2 separate regions of the Mus musculus genome follow, and region 1 is linked to region 2. A link is a contact called in public Micro-C data. All regions are on one chromosome and are shown on one strand. The core of a region is the stretch at or near the end of the contact, and the rest is flanking DNA. Distances in the headings are between cores, read along the strand shown.

Region 1 (7,571 bases), core at 1,490-3,989, 800 kb after region 2:
TTAGGCAGCTATATGTTCCTGACGGGAGGTGGAAGGGCACAAGAAAGAGACAGCTGTTTCACAACTCAGGAGACAACATGGGTGATCCACAGTGGGCTCCAGTCCCCGCACTTCAGAAGGCGCAACTCACCTCTCACAGGGAAATCATCCCTGTGCTGGGAACTTACATGCAAGGTGCTGTGTCTTTTATAATAGCAGGCTGTCCTTATGAATGAGTCCATTCACCCCCATTAACTTAACAGCCACGAGGACAGGCTTATTTACTATATGCAAACACAAAGCTTCAAAAAAAAAGTGCATATGCAATACCAATTCATACCTGAGAGAACTTTAACCTGAATACTTCAAAGTCAAATAGAAGCACTAAGCAGCATAGGTGCTCGAAGCTGCTCAAGCACACTTGCAGTTTTCTTTCCCTCCGTCAAGTGGTACGATGTGAAACTGCCCAAGTCAGAAAAAACAAACTGAAGCTGGAATCAATGATTAGCTAGCTCCCTTGGCTGATACAGGGAAACTGGGTTTCTCCTACAGGAAATAATACCACATTATTAGACCCCGAAGGATGCTAAAGCTGGCCAAAAGAGACATAATTTCGTAGGCACTTTTTTGTTTCCCATGAGAAATGCTTAAGGCTCAGCGTATGGTCTGGCACAAAGGCTGTGTCAGAGCTACAGCCCAGTTCACCAACCAGCTCACTGAACAGAGTGACCTCATCTAATCAGAAGTGGGACAATGACAGAAAACACAAAGCAACAAACTGTCAGGCGATTAGATGAACTCTCCCTCTTGGACCATCCACTCAGGGTTCGAGAAGTGATGTAAAACTCTCATGATGGCCTGACCCCCGAGTTTCCCCACATCTGCAAAATGTGAGCATCAAATCACAAGGAGGTCGAACTGACCACTGTGAGGAGACGACAAATCTAGCCATTAAAGAAAAGAAGACTTCACTAGTACAGGGCTGGCTCTGAATGAGGGACAGCAAGGCTGGCTTTAACTGGAAGGACCGATTGTCACTGTGATAAACCCCAGAATCCGAGTCCCCCATGCCTCCTCTAAACCTATGATAAGCATCTTCACCACACCTCCCTCAGAAGTGGTTGAAATAAGATGAGCATACTGAAAAGCAATTAAAAATTGCAAGACACTGATGCAAATATTAGGTGGGTTTTTTTTCCCCCCCAGTCCCTCCAGTTTTCTTAGTTTGGATAAAAATGTAATATGGCTTTATCTGTAAGCACTGTTCAACTTTCCTGCCCAAGGATGGCTGCACTTCCCATGCATCCTGGGGGGGGGGGGTCCTCCACCTTTGTACACAGAACCCAGCATTTTCTTCAGCTTAGAGATCGCACAGGACACTTAAGGCTCAACCTTGAACTTGGTTGGGTAAGTTTTTGTTTTTGTTTTTCTGTTTTGCCTTTCAGTGGGCAGCCCTCTGACAGAAGCTTCCATGAACCCCCATCACACTGGAGTCTAAGGAAAACCAATCCTTGGACTTTGATCTACTCCAACGACTGCAAAAACACTACAGCCTCTACACAGAACAAGAGGGAAGTCTCCCGGAAGAGAGGTGAAAGGGGCCCTTTACAGCTAAGTTCAAGAGAACAGCCTCGGACTACTTCTTAGATCAGATTAATCAGGTCTCAGTCCTTATGGACCATTCATTTTACAGGGGGACCTCTACCAGGCTGAGAATGCCATCAAGGGGCAGAGCCAGGGCAGAGGCGGGGGTGGGGGGGGTGGGGGGGATGGCTACTTGAGAGTCAGCATGCGCTTCCTTTACATAGCATCATAGTAAATAGCAGATCCTGTTCAAAGTCCTGACTTCAGTAGACATGAAGAACAAATTCACTGACTACCCAAACAACTTCTCTGGAACAGGTTTCTACCCAAGCGTGCTGTGCACAGCAGACAGCCGGCTTGAGAGGGTGGGGGTAAGAAATGAGAACATGCTCATCTGCATAGATGAGAGATAAGCAGACGTTTGTTGTCTTCGGTTCTGACGACTCCTGGCACCAGAGTGGCAAGTCCAACTCCAGCGCTCTCCCCATCCCCCCCGCCACCCCCCACCCCCGCCCCAGATGTTGAATCGTCACATTGACAGGGCCATTGAAGACAGGGGACTGTAAAAGTCGGCGGCTGTTTTCAGGCTGGAACTGTAGTTCACCTGTTCCACCCGGCGCCAGAGCCAGAAATCAAGCAGAACGCCACTCGTGGAAGCCCCTCTGTACATCCCGGGGGGCGCCTAACAAGTTCGCTGCTGTTTAGAAGCAGGGGAGAATGACGGAGACACCTCTCCTGCTGCAACAAAACTCAGCAGGTTCCCCAGAAACGAGGGAGGGGTCTCTGACTTAAGTGAGCCCGAGGGATCACTGGGTGTCACTGCGGCCCTAGGGATCAGGGTAGCGAGGCGGTCGGTGCCCACGGGGACTGCGCAGCTGTGGCCCCCGAGGAGCGAAGGTCCTGGTTTGACGACCACGGGCGCCCCCTCCATGTCACCCCCAGCACAACTTGGACAGGCAAAGTGGAAAGGTGGAGAGCAGGTCAGGTCCCAGCAGAGACACACAGAGCCTCAGGCGCGGCGGCAAGGGAGGGTGTAGGCAGGGTTGCCGGGGACGCGCAGGAAACTTACCTCCTTCGGCCGGCGTGCTGGAGCCTTGGCGGCCGAGACCAGTTGCGCCACCGCGGGCAAGTTGTCGGGATGTCGTGGGTTCTCCGGTGGCTGCAGCGGGCGGCGGGCGGCGGGCGGGGCGGAGCCGGAGCAGCGCCGGGGGGTGGGGTGGGGGGGCGGGCAGGTGCCGGGCCCTGCCGCGGGGCCACACTGGGCTCGGACGCGCGGCGACGGGGACGCGCGGCTGCGAGTGTGCAATGCGCGCGCGCCGCGGCCGGTGTGCGTGTCCCCGCGTTCCCCTTCCTTCCCGCCGCTCCTCTGGTCGGCAGAACGGCAAGCGGACCACTAGGACCAGACAGCGCCGGGTGGCGCGGCGAGGCGAGATCGGGGGATGGAGGCCGAGGAGTGGCGGTGCCCCGCAGCCACGGGCCCCCGCACGGCGCGCCGGAGTCCGAGCGGGGCGGGCAGCGAGCAGGCTGCACGGCGGCCGCGACTCCGGGAGGCTGCAGGCCCCGCCCGCCGGCCGCCCAGGCTCTTCCCCTTTTCTCTCCACCCTCTGCTCTGTCCCGCACGCCCTGCAAGGAAGCCAGACCGGTTTGCAGCAGCAGAGCAGCCCGCAGTCGGACCTAACGCTCTAGTCGGTGCGTGGGAGATTGTGCGCCCGGGCCACTGTGCAGCCAGGACTCAGAGCAGGGGTGAAGCGGCTCCCTGAGATTAGCGGGATCCTCCAAAGCTCCAGAGCTTCTGGGAGCTTCTCAGAGTCTCGAAGCCTCACTGCTGTGGACTGTGTTGGGGTAGGGCGTGCCGCTGCCAGTGTCCCTGGCCACCAGTCGGGCAATGCCAGACTTGACTCCTCTTCCTTGAGGAGCCAGCACTTAAGCAAGCAGAGCCCTCCCCTATACCCCCTTTATCAGGAAGGGACGCGCAAAGGTTCTGAGACCACACTTGTCTCCCTTCTAAGGATAGCAGGTGCTCTCAAGAAGGACGATCTATCCAACAGGTTAGGGATGGGCTAGTGAGGGGTCCCGCGCCATTGAGCTACAATGGGGGCGCGCCTGCTGGAGCCACTTGGAATCTCACTAGGTTAGTTTAGCTTCGAAGAGGGTAGGGGCTAGATCTAAGGATCCGTTTGGAGTTGTGCTGTTCTGAACGCTAAAATTAAATTTATCTAACAGGCACAGGAAGAGAGCGACTCCCTCCCAGTTGGGTCGAAGCAAGTGGTACAGTTCAGCTTTATCACTTCCTTCCACTTTCCCCTCCTCAGACAAAACAAAACACTTGTGGGAAAGAAAACTTGCGTTCTGTCAGAGGAAGACCAGCATTTGATGACCCTTGCTTGAGGACACTCCCTTGAGGCTCTACAAAGAGCACCTGCAGGCAGTTTTGAAATCTTTTAACAACCCCACCCCCAACCCCAACTCGAGTGAATTTGTGGTGGTTTAGTATCACCCTGGAATGAAGCATAAAAATTCCTTTATAACAAAAAATGCATTGTTCTTAAAGTTTTATTCACGTAAAGCTGACAAATCAAATAGATGTGTATTGTTAGGGACGGTATCTCCAGTGTTCTTCCAGGTGTGTGTGGCCGCTACTAGCGATTTAAGGCATCACTAACTTAGGACTTGGGTCCAAGCATTCTGGACTTATTAAAGCACAGAGTAAGAACATGTGTGTGGTCCAGCTTGCACGCTTTTCAGATGAGAAAACCGTAGCCCTAAGACATCCAGTAACTCACAGGCGAGGACACAGTTTTCCTTACTCTTAGTCCTTGAACAAAAAGTAACAGCAATACTGACTTAACAGAGTTCAAGATGGGGCCAGTGGAGGGGGCAGCAGAGAAAGAGCAGCGGATCAAAGATCAAAGAACCTTGCAACCAACTGCTGTGAATCACTGTATAGGGGGCAGCATCTCACCGCTCTGAGTCGCGGGCTGGCTGGAATCTGGGGCTGGGGAAATCAGTCTCCCTGTCGCGTGCCTCAGACTTCCACTCTGAACTTCAAGGAGTGGGAAGTGGATTTGCTTCCCAGAGAGGCGATGCCATAGGGGATATGAAAACAGGCGAAGCCAAATCTGAATGACCTCTCAGTGGATCAAAAGCGCTCAGAGGCGTTAGACTCCCACACCCCAATCCTGCACAGCTGCTTTCTCCATTAGAACCTAATCTCCCAGGCAAACAACCTTGGGCTTCTGGTAGAGAAGTCCCAAAGCCAACTGCTTACAGGACATTTGTAGAGATAACACGGTGAAACTGGACTCTAAGAATTTCCCCACGAGCCTTATACCCCATTGTTAGTTCCATGTATGAAAGACAAAACAAAACAAAACAATCCTTCCTGATCTACTTATATCGGTGGGATTTCAGGAAAGCCATCCTCTATTGGAAATGAAAGATCATCAATGTCACTAGCAATAGTGACTTGGCCAGAAAAATCGTGAAACCTATTTAAAAACTAGAAAATAATCATTTAAACAAAGTCTTAAAATTATTATTTATTTCCATACAGAGGAGACATGTATGTTTCTTATAGCAGATATAACAACAACAACAACAACAACAAAACAAAAACAATAATGGCTCCCAAGTAATAGCTTCCCTCTATCCAAGGCTTTTCCTCCTGGAATCTACCACATGATCTACTTTGGCCAATGGAGTAAGTACACTCATGATATAATGGTAGTCTTCAAAACTGTGCATTTCTGTATCAGCTCTTGGAATTCTGCCATTCCCAGGAGAACAAGACCTACCTCTAGACAAAGACCATTGCTGGAGGAAGTACATCACTGGGGGTGGGCTTTGAGGGTTTATAGCCTCACCTTACTTCTCTCTCTCTCTCTCTCTCTCTCTCTCTCTCTCTCTCTCTCTCTCTCTCTGGTTTTTTGAGACAGGGTTTCTATGTGTAGCAAGAGCTGAGTCACCAGCGGGGGTCACCTTGGCTAGCCAGCCCTCCTTTGTTTTCAGAGGAACAAGCAAGTCCCAGTGAGCTTAGTCAGGCTTGGTCCAGATCAACAGACCGTATATACGCAAACCATAGGCTCATAACAAATACTAAGTAGCTACTGCTGTAGACAACTACTTCAGTTATTTACTGCTTCATGACAAACTGCTTCACCTCATGAGAAACACAGTATCGGCTGCTTTACTGGAAACTCACTTGGCTTTATTCACCAGGCAGCTAGACAGAGTTGCAGGGTGCTAGAAGGCTTTGCTCACATAGCAGGTAACTTGGTCCTCAGTGATATAACTAACTTCTTACTGCCCAGATAGCTGACTTGGGTTTCTCTGCAGCAAGGCACCCCTACTTCTTCTGTGCATCTAATTTCTAAAAGGGGGTGGCTAGAAACTGCCAGGTATTGTGAAGCCTGAACGTGGAAGTTCTCTGTTATTGTCAACTCTGGGTAGTTTATCTACTGTGTAGACTGCAGCCAGGGAATCAAAAACATAAGAACCCCAGGGGAAAGGGTTGTAGCCATTGACATGGGACAGTAGCGCCTTTGCCTTCCACAACGTTAGAGTTGCCTTCTTCTCATGGAAATATAATTGCTAACCAGACAAAAGGGCTTACATGTTTTGTATAGCTTGATTTTTCTAATTGCAGAGGGCTGATTTACCCCCAAGGACCCTGTGCTCTCTAATTTCAAGTTCACTCTTAACATTGACCACATCTGAAATCTGATGTCTACTTTCCTTTTTTGTTTGTTTAATCTTCCTTTACTCTTTTCTATTTCTTCTGATCACTCTCTCTTCCTCCCTCAGCTCCCCCGCCTTCTCCTTTCTCCTTCCTGCCCTTTCTTCCTCCTTTCCTCTTGCCTTTTCCCTTTCTTTTTTAAACTTTCTATCTTGAATCTTATAACTGAAAACAGATTTTATATTATATATATATATATATATATATATATATATATATTTTTTTTTTTTTTGGTTTTTTGAGACAGGGTTTCTCTGTGTAGCCTTGACTGTCCTGGAACTCACTCTGTAGATCAGGCTGGCCTCGAACACAGAAATCCACCTGCCTCTGCCTCCTAGTGCTGGGATTAAGGGCATGTGCCACCACGCCCGGCTCTACATAATGTATTCTGATGATGTTTTTGTTTTTCCCCTCCCTCCCAGATCCTCTCCTACCTCCACATCTGCCCAACACACACACACACACACACACACACACACACACACACACAGAGAGAGAGAGAGAGAGAGAGAGAGAGAGAGAGAGAGAGAGAGAGAAACTAAAATAGACAAGCAAGAGACAATAAGACAGAAAGTGGCCAAACAAAGCAAACAAACAAACAACAAAGTCTACAAAAAATACCATTGAGTTGGTTTTGTGTTGGCCAACTAATGCTAGGCATGGAGTCCAATCTAAAGTGTGGTTAATATACTCAGTGAGAATTCACTGGTTAAAACTATTTTTTTTTCCCATAGCAAGTTATCAAGTTGGTCTCAATTACAAATAGCCTCTTGGTGAAGGGTGGAAGCCTGGGTCCTTTCAGTGCTGAGATCTCATCTGACTTGAACCTGTGAAGATGCTGTGCCTTTTCCTATTCTTCATCTTATCCATCCATCTCTTTATGCCCCATGATAAGAAAGATCTTATCATGTTTTAAATGAACATTGAACTAGGGATCCTAAGGCTGTGTTACCAGTAGATTGATTGAAAAATGTCTCCCACAGGCTTACATACTTAAACATGTGGTTCTCCCATTGGTGCTGCTATTTGGGGAGGTTATGTAACTTTCAGGAGGTGAACCGTTGCTGGAGGAAGTATGTCACTGGGGGGGGGGGGGAATGGGCTTTGAGGGTTTATAGTCTCACCTTAGTTCCTGCTCTTTTTGCTTACTGGATAGAAATGTGGCTACCCAACTTCCTGCTCCTGTTACCATGCCTTTCCCACCATGAGGATTCTAGCCCTCTGGAAACCCCAGCTAATATAAAGCCTTTTCCTTATGTTGCTTTTGGTCCTG
Region 2 (7,202 bases), core at 2,280-4,779:
AAGTCTACAGACATTTAAGATGCGTACAGCCTGTACCTTTATTTTCTTCATACTTTTTAAATGCTTTGAAAAAAATCTGTATTTTACAGTAACTAGATAAGTTGTTTAACTATCAAACACTAGCAAAACTGAAGTCAGGGAAAAGTGTATTACAAAGGGTTGTTGTGTGATTTACCTATATACTGCTTCCGCTTTTAAGATTTAAACTCAAAGACTGAGACAGAAAGACACTGGTCACCTGAAGACATCAAAATCAAGGGACAGTTAGAAGAGTCGTACGCAATTTGGACTGTCTAGAGACACCTCAAACTTCAAACGACATGCTCGAATACCTGTGGAGTATGAATGGAGTTACTGAATCTTGTAACCTTAAGGTTTCCACTGTCAAAAAGAAACCTACGTAAATAAACCCTTCCTGAACCCCTTGCTTTCCTCTTAAGTGGTAAACAGTACTTGGACAGCAAGCGAGGTGGGCTCAGGACATGGTGATGGAGCAGGGGACTTCAGAAATGGTACTGGAGAGGCTCACCATCCCTGAGTCACAGCAAGGCACGCCTATGTTTCTTAAATATGAGGCTTTAACCTGATACACACAGACTTCTGATGCACAAGCAGCAGGGCATAAGGCTTTAAATTAGGCCCATGTCACTTGGCATCCCATCTACATATTGTTTGTTACCTGCTACAATGGCTGGCAGTTTGCTCTTTGAAACAGGGAATAGCCGTTGACTCTTGTTAATAGCAAAGGTGGATACAAATATTTGAAGTACTTATAAGAATATCAATAATAAGGTAAAAACTGACCAGTAATTCAGACTCAGGGAATCTATAGATAGACTAACGCAGAGGGAGGGTGTAATATAAATGCCATATGGGCCCATCCATTGCCTACCATGAACTACAAACGTGGTTTGAGCTTCCTGCTAGAGGAGGCACAAAGACACCATCCAGAAGGAAAAAGGATGTTTACATTTTCCTTGGGAGGAAGATTTCCAGTTATTAACCTTTGACAAATGGTTGCCATTATAGTGATGTTAGCTAAGTGACTTTACTCATTGCCTTTAATCTGCACCAAGGCCCTGTAGTAGAAGATTGAGGATAAAGTATTATTAACGCAATGTTTCTTTCACTCATGGTTTGGTAGGAAGATCACCCAATGACACACAGTGAGGCTGAAAAACATGAGCTAGCAAATCAAATGTTAGCAAGTTGATACATCTGTATTCCTCACTTTCCTTGGCATTGCTGAAAAGATGCAGGACAATAAAAACTAAAGGAAAGAAGGGTCCCCCACAGAGGAGCAGGCAAGGCAGCTACATGCAGAGGTAGCTGGTCTCAATGAGTCCTTTGTCAGGAAGCAAAGAACCAAAAGCTGGGCTCCACTTAATTTCTCCTTTATACCCAGGCTGGATTCAGTCTGTGAAAAAAGTTCTGCCCACATTTAGGGTGAGTCTTCCTGCTCGGTCCAATCAATCTCCTAATTTCCTCGAGATCTCTGAAGTAACTCTAGAGCTGTCAGGGTTGGCGAAGATTATCCATCATGGCGTTAAAATGAGCCTCTTTTATCTATACTCTCTTATTTAACCTAAAATTTAACGAGATAAGCTAGCTTCCTTCTTAAAACTACGGTCCATCTCCAGGAAGGAAACAGAAACGACTGCAGAAGCCTACTCTGACATCCATCGCCCCCCAAAGGGGAGCACAGGAAAGCAAAAGCAAAGACTAACAGAGCTGAGAGCCAGAAGACACACCGAACCTACAAGCTCGCTCGCTCACCAGACACACAGAGTAAATTAGTCCTGCCCTGGACTCTGAGAGCCCCACCCCCACCTCCCGGGGAGCTGCCTTGGGAGCGCTTCAGGAACAGCATTGTGAACCCCACCCTGGTCTTGCTGGATCAATCTCAACTCTCATCACTCTCCAGTGTGTGTGTGTGTGTGTGTGTGCCTGAAGAAGTCAACGTTATGGCTGCTGCCTGCCTGCTTAAGGCATCTGGGCTTCAGTCCTGCCTAGGGGGCTCTGATACCTTTCCTTCCTCTAACTGGTCTCCTGGAAAGGCTTTTTCCTCAGGCAGTCCAGGGAACATCAGATACCCCTGCACCTTGGCAGTTGGAAAGTTCACAGTTGTTCTCTGATGTGTAGTTTTCCCAGGGTGCTATGAATTCTGGAGGGACGAGGACCCTATCTGGCTTTCACCAGAGAGGGTAGTTTTACTGACAAGATGAATAGGGAATGACTGTCACAAGAAAAACAACAATGGCCCTTATTTCTAGTATATGTTTAAGTTTTATGAAAAGATACTGGGGGGACAGGAGAAGCTATACTTTTCTTTGTCAAAGCCAAGAAACTAATTACGAAGTAGAATGCAGAAATTCATGTGAATTTTAAGGCTAAACAAGAATTCTAGGATGCCTCGGGCTACACCCGTAGATATTTCTGGAGATACTGTGCTTAATATGGAAATACTGTATAATGATAGATTTATCTCTCCCTAGGTCAGATAAGGAAGGCTTGTCTTCATTTCACTAGATGAGAATATGCATACTAAGACGGACTTGAAAATTATAAGGTTTCGGGGGAATATGACCCTTAATTTTTAAATTGAGAACTCTGTCCCAAAGAGGGGGGAGGATGTAGCTATGGAATCGCCTATTACAGATGGAGCTGGCGCCTGAACCCAGGCGCCTGAACCCAGCCCCGCCCTCGCCCCTCCACTCCCACCCCGCCGCCGCCCAGGGGCCAGTCCACCTTTTCATTAAGTCACAACACCTGCTACCTGGTCCCTAGTGCTCAGGGTCCCCACCCTCCAGAGAACCTAATCATATACCAGGCGAATTGCCTCTGCACGTCTGGAAGACTCTTTTAAGCTCCTAGCAACGGGCATCGAGAAACCAAGTGGACCATTTCCCGACCCCGCCTTCCAGACGCTTTCTGGGTGGGGCGGGTTGGGCAGCGCCCCCAGTGGGCGGCCAGACAGACGCCCAGCTTGTTCCTCTCAAGCTCACGCGGGCGCCCCCTCGCGGCCACTCGAGGAGCGCAGCGCCGCATTGCAAGCTCCAAGCTTTTTCTTGGCTTTCAGGCCCGGGAAGCGGGAAAACTGCGTGTCACTAAGCAAGAGGACACGGGCAGCCGTCCACGCGGCAGTGTGTCCTAAGCGTGACCAGAGCCCATTCGCAGAGACGGGGCCGGGGATGAGCGTTAGGGACCTGGGACAGAGGACCGTGGAGGTCCCCCTGTGTCCCCGCGGGAGGCAGCCACGTAGTCCATTCCAGGCTCTCGGCCACGAGAGGGAGGGACTCGCGCACAGCTACGGCGACGGCTGTGGACCCCTCGCACGCTCACGCGCGCCCGAGCTGGACTGTCGCGTCGGGCCCGCGCCGCGCGCGCGCACGCGGGTGGGCGTGGGAGGCAGGGGCGCTGCTGCACGCGGCGTGCGCGCGCTCCCCCCGCCGTCAGTCGCAGCCGCCCGGCCCCGGCGCGCGTCACGAGGGCGAGCGGGCGGCGAGCAGGGGGTGGGGCCGCGGCCGGAGGGGCCCGAGCGGCTGCCGAGCTAGAGCCGGAGGAGCGGGGCGCGGGCGGCTGCGGTCCCGGTGGCGGCGGGGGAAGATGGTGGCGCTGGAGGCGGGAGCAGCTGGAGAGCAGCTTTATTCCCAGGCTTGGCACGGTCGCTGTCACTAGCGCCGCCTGCTCCCGCGGGCCCGCGGACCCAGCTGTCAGGCAAGGTACCACCGCCAGGGCGGGCTGGGTGAGTGCCGGGCGCCCGACGCCCCGGACGGAGCTCGGGTCCTTTTGGAGGGATGATCCCGGGAGCTAGGGGTGAAGCGTGGAACAATAGTGCGGATGAACAGGGACGGCAGGCGACATCCAGGGAGGCAGTGCTTGGAGCTAGCGAGGCGGGGGAAGGGTGTGTACTAGAGAGATGCCAGGCGTCCGGTGCGCGCTGAGATACCCGGCTTTGGGAAGAGCGGGCCTGATGACAGTCACGGAAGGAGTGTGTGTGTGTGTGTGTGTGTGTGTGTGTGTGTGATAGCAGAGGGGATGGAGGTGGCAGATCCGAAGTGTAGGGGGAGATGACATTTCCAGGAATCCCCGCTAGGATCCCTCCTCTCTGGCTGACTGATGATGGAAACCGTGAGGTGGGCAGGATGCACTTGGTGTGTGAAGTGTGGAGGGGAGGCAGTAGGGTAAGGCCGGGTTTGTAAAATCCCGTGTAAGAGTGAGTGTTTAGCGTGCAATTGGATCCACGCTCTCAAAACTGCGCCCCACATCCAGCGATCTGCTTTTCCTGACTTGATGCCGCCAGCTAACACTGTGGGACAGTATTGGTTATTTTGACCCTGCAAGTCTAAGAACAGTTTCTGTTCTGCTACTGTTCTTGGGTGGCTGGGTGTACGGATTCTCGCTTCCCCTTTCCCTAACGTCCTAACACGGGGATGTGGAAGTGAGCGGTTGCTTTGAGGCACATGGCAGCAAACCAGGATAATGGTTACACCTTTTGAGACAGCTGGTGTCCCTGGCTCTGAAGGGCGCTTTCTTTGGCACTTCACAGCCTCTCATTGACTGCCTGACTCTGCAATTTCTATTGTTTATCTCTTGTCTAACCCCAAGAAGAGGGTGTTTAATGGTCATCTTCCTCTCCCGTTCCCACAACTTTTATCACCAGACTCCCTTCCATATATAAGTACTGAAAACCTTCTAGCTGAAGATTGGATAGTCTTTGCAATGATTCTTTTAGAATAAACTCTTGAGGTGTGTAAAGAAGGTGGGGGCTTTAAAAATACAAGAACAAGATTGAAAGGGAAGTAAAAAAAAAAAAAACAAGGAAAAAAAAAAGAGTGCCCCAACATGCATTCTCTTGGGTGTTTTTCCGTGGGAAATGGGATGCTAGTGACAGCCACTCTCCCGGCTTTCACAATGGTTAGAAGGTCCATTTAGGAACTGAAATTTCCCGAGACCCATGGATATAAGATCTCCAGTCAGTGAAGTCCCCGATTTCCTTCCCAGGACAGCTCACTCGTAGGAAATTTGGCAAATGTTTGGCTCTCCAATGATGTCTAGGAACCAAGACAGAGAAAAAGCACGCAGAGTCTATAGATGCTTAAATTTCTCTGCGTAATAAAGATAGGGTTGCGTAGAGAGGGAAAGCACTAGAGATGGCATATCCGTATGCGTGTCCACTGCCGCCTGGTTCCCTGGAGTCTGTATTTCTCCTGCAATATCCATAGGAGTGAATGCACCTTTATGATAATAGCCCAGTACTTTACTGATGTCATATGATTGGATTCACCTGCTTGGGACATATTTTAGTTATAATACCTTAAATTCTACTGAATTGCTGTCAGAACCCAAATGGGCTGCACTGGGCCTCTTTGAAAAGCTTGAAATAATCACAAGGATGTACAAATAAATGTATGATATACTGACACCAAAGATTTCTTTCTTTTTCTAAAAATTTTATTCTTTGGGCAAAGTATAAAGTGTTATTCCATGGGTACATTGAAAATAATAAAGCTAAGGCCATCTACATATGACTTTTCCTTCTCGTTTATTGTTTTTAAAACAAATGATGACATGTGGACCAACTATGCTGGAAGCTATGAGTGTAAAGTAAATTTCCCCGCATCCTTCAAGCCAAGCCTTCTGAAATTTTAATGTGAGGTTGTTGGATCTCATCCGAGACTTTAAAAAGGACTTATAAAAATGAATTTAGAATCCTAGTTCTTTAACTCTCTTAATGCTTTGGCCATATCTCATTCTGATGGATGTAAGTCACTTAAGAGGCTTAGGTTTCTTTACTTTAAAAAAAAGTTATCATCTCTGTATACGCAAGTAAAACCACATATGTAAATTTCTTATAAGAAAACTCAAGAATATTAGAAATTACCAACGTAAACAGCCTGATTAGAGAAAGAAGTGCATACAAACACAATTGATGACTTGAGAATTTCTGATTTCCTTTCTCATGTAAATGAGAGACTTTTTCAAATGCCATGCCCTGCTTTCCTAACGTTTGGCCCGGTGAGGTTAAAGGTACAGCTGAGATCTGTAATTCAGTTTGGTAAATGGCTGCACCTCTCCCTGCAGCCTGCAGCAAGCCATTTGTTTTGCATGAATGCCTCTTCGTCTTCTTCCCTAAAAGCAGCTTTAATGCCTTTCTCCTCTACCGCAAGCCTCCCTTTGAAAAGTTTGTCTTTTCAGAAGACTTGGAAGTAAAGGACATTTGAAAATTGACCTGCAGGGCCAAAAAGGGATAAACCATGGTGCCACGGGGGAAACTGAGCTTTTATGCTGCAAGGAAGACAAAATAGAACATCGAGTGGTAGAAACAGACTCGTGCTTGAATAAGTTGGGTGGTGGAGGAGAGGGTGATACATCAAAGGGATGGCACAGCAGAGGGACGGAAGCTGACTTCAGAAGCCTGGGAAATGAGTCCATTAAGAGGAAAAGAGATTCAAGCAGGAGGCTAGGTTGATAAAGCCATCAAGATGGTGGACCATACTGGGCGGAGGCATGACTCTGAAGAAAGGAACCTGGTTATAATCTCTTAGGAAAGGCAAAGGCAAATTGAGGCTGGGTGTAGAATTATGAAGGCAATGTGAGAGATTGATGTGAGTGAATGACCATCACCCAGCAAGGAGGAACTCTGTGTATGAGTGTATAATTATGCTTTGACAGCTAATTAAATTTCGCAATAGTGAGCATTCAGTATTGCTAAATTCAGTGGTGTCTCTTATTCTCCATGGAAAGAATGCTTGCTTACTTTTAAAAGCATTTATTCATGTTGCCTGAATTGTCTGAAACTCCATTTGGATGGTTTCCTATAAGAACTTTCTCTTGGGGACCTTTGAGTTCAATAAATAAGGGTTGTATTAAAACAATGGAGAAAAACAAGGCTTTTTTTTTTTAAAGATAAACTTTTCTTATATATTACATCAAGATGTGGCTTTTATAGTGAAGTGTAAAGTTGACTTTTCAAAACTCAAATATAGCACAACATTATGCCCATCATAAGTGTTCAATACATTTTTGTCACATGAATTCATGAATAAATTAATTTGTTTTAGTAGGTTAAATATAGCCTATGAGATTGGAAATTTCAGAGTTTATTTATATAATGGATATTCAATGATTTGTATCCTGTAACCTATACAAGACTATGGTACTATAAACCTGTTAATGTATTCATATCTGCTATATACACT

What was found. Hi-C and Micro-C count contacts between places; a contact is called where the count stands out from the background.
Region 1: a Micro-C map of embryonic stem cells shows a contact between it and region 2, with 8 times the contacts expected there. A contact is called at or near these places in 1 of 39 promoter capture datasets (liver), 1 of 484 Hi-C or Micro-C datasets (embryonic stem cells) and 1 of 130 datasets of targeted methods (pancreatic cancer cells).

What each region holds. Positions count from the first base shown.
Region 1 is chr19:24,553,133-24,560,703 of GRCm38.p6, forward strand. It overlaps Pip5k1b (phosphatidylinositol-4-phosphate 5-kinase, type 1 beta), which reads right to left and starts at 2,740. Exons shown (of 15, transcript NM_008846.3): 1 at 2,633-2,740. It overlaps Gm50341 (predicted gene, 50341), which reads left to right and starts at 3,200. Exons shown (of 2, transcript NR_169181.1): 1 at 3,200-3,252; 2 at 3,876-4,278.
Region 2 is chr19:23,755,347-23,762,548 of GRCm38.p6, forward strand. It overlaps Apba1 (amyloid beta (A4) precursor protein binding, family A, member 1), which reads left to right and starts at 3,530. Exons shown (of 13, transcript NM_177034.3): 1 at 3,530-3,745.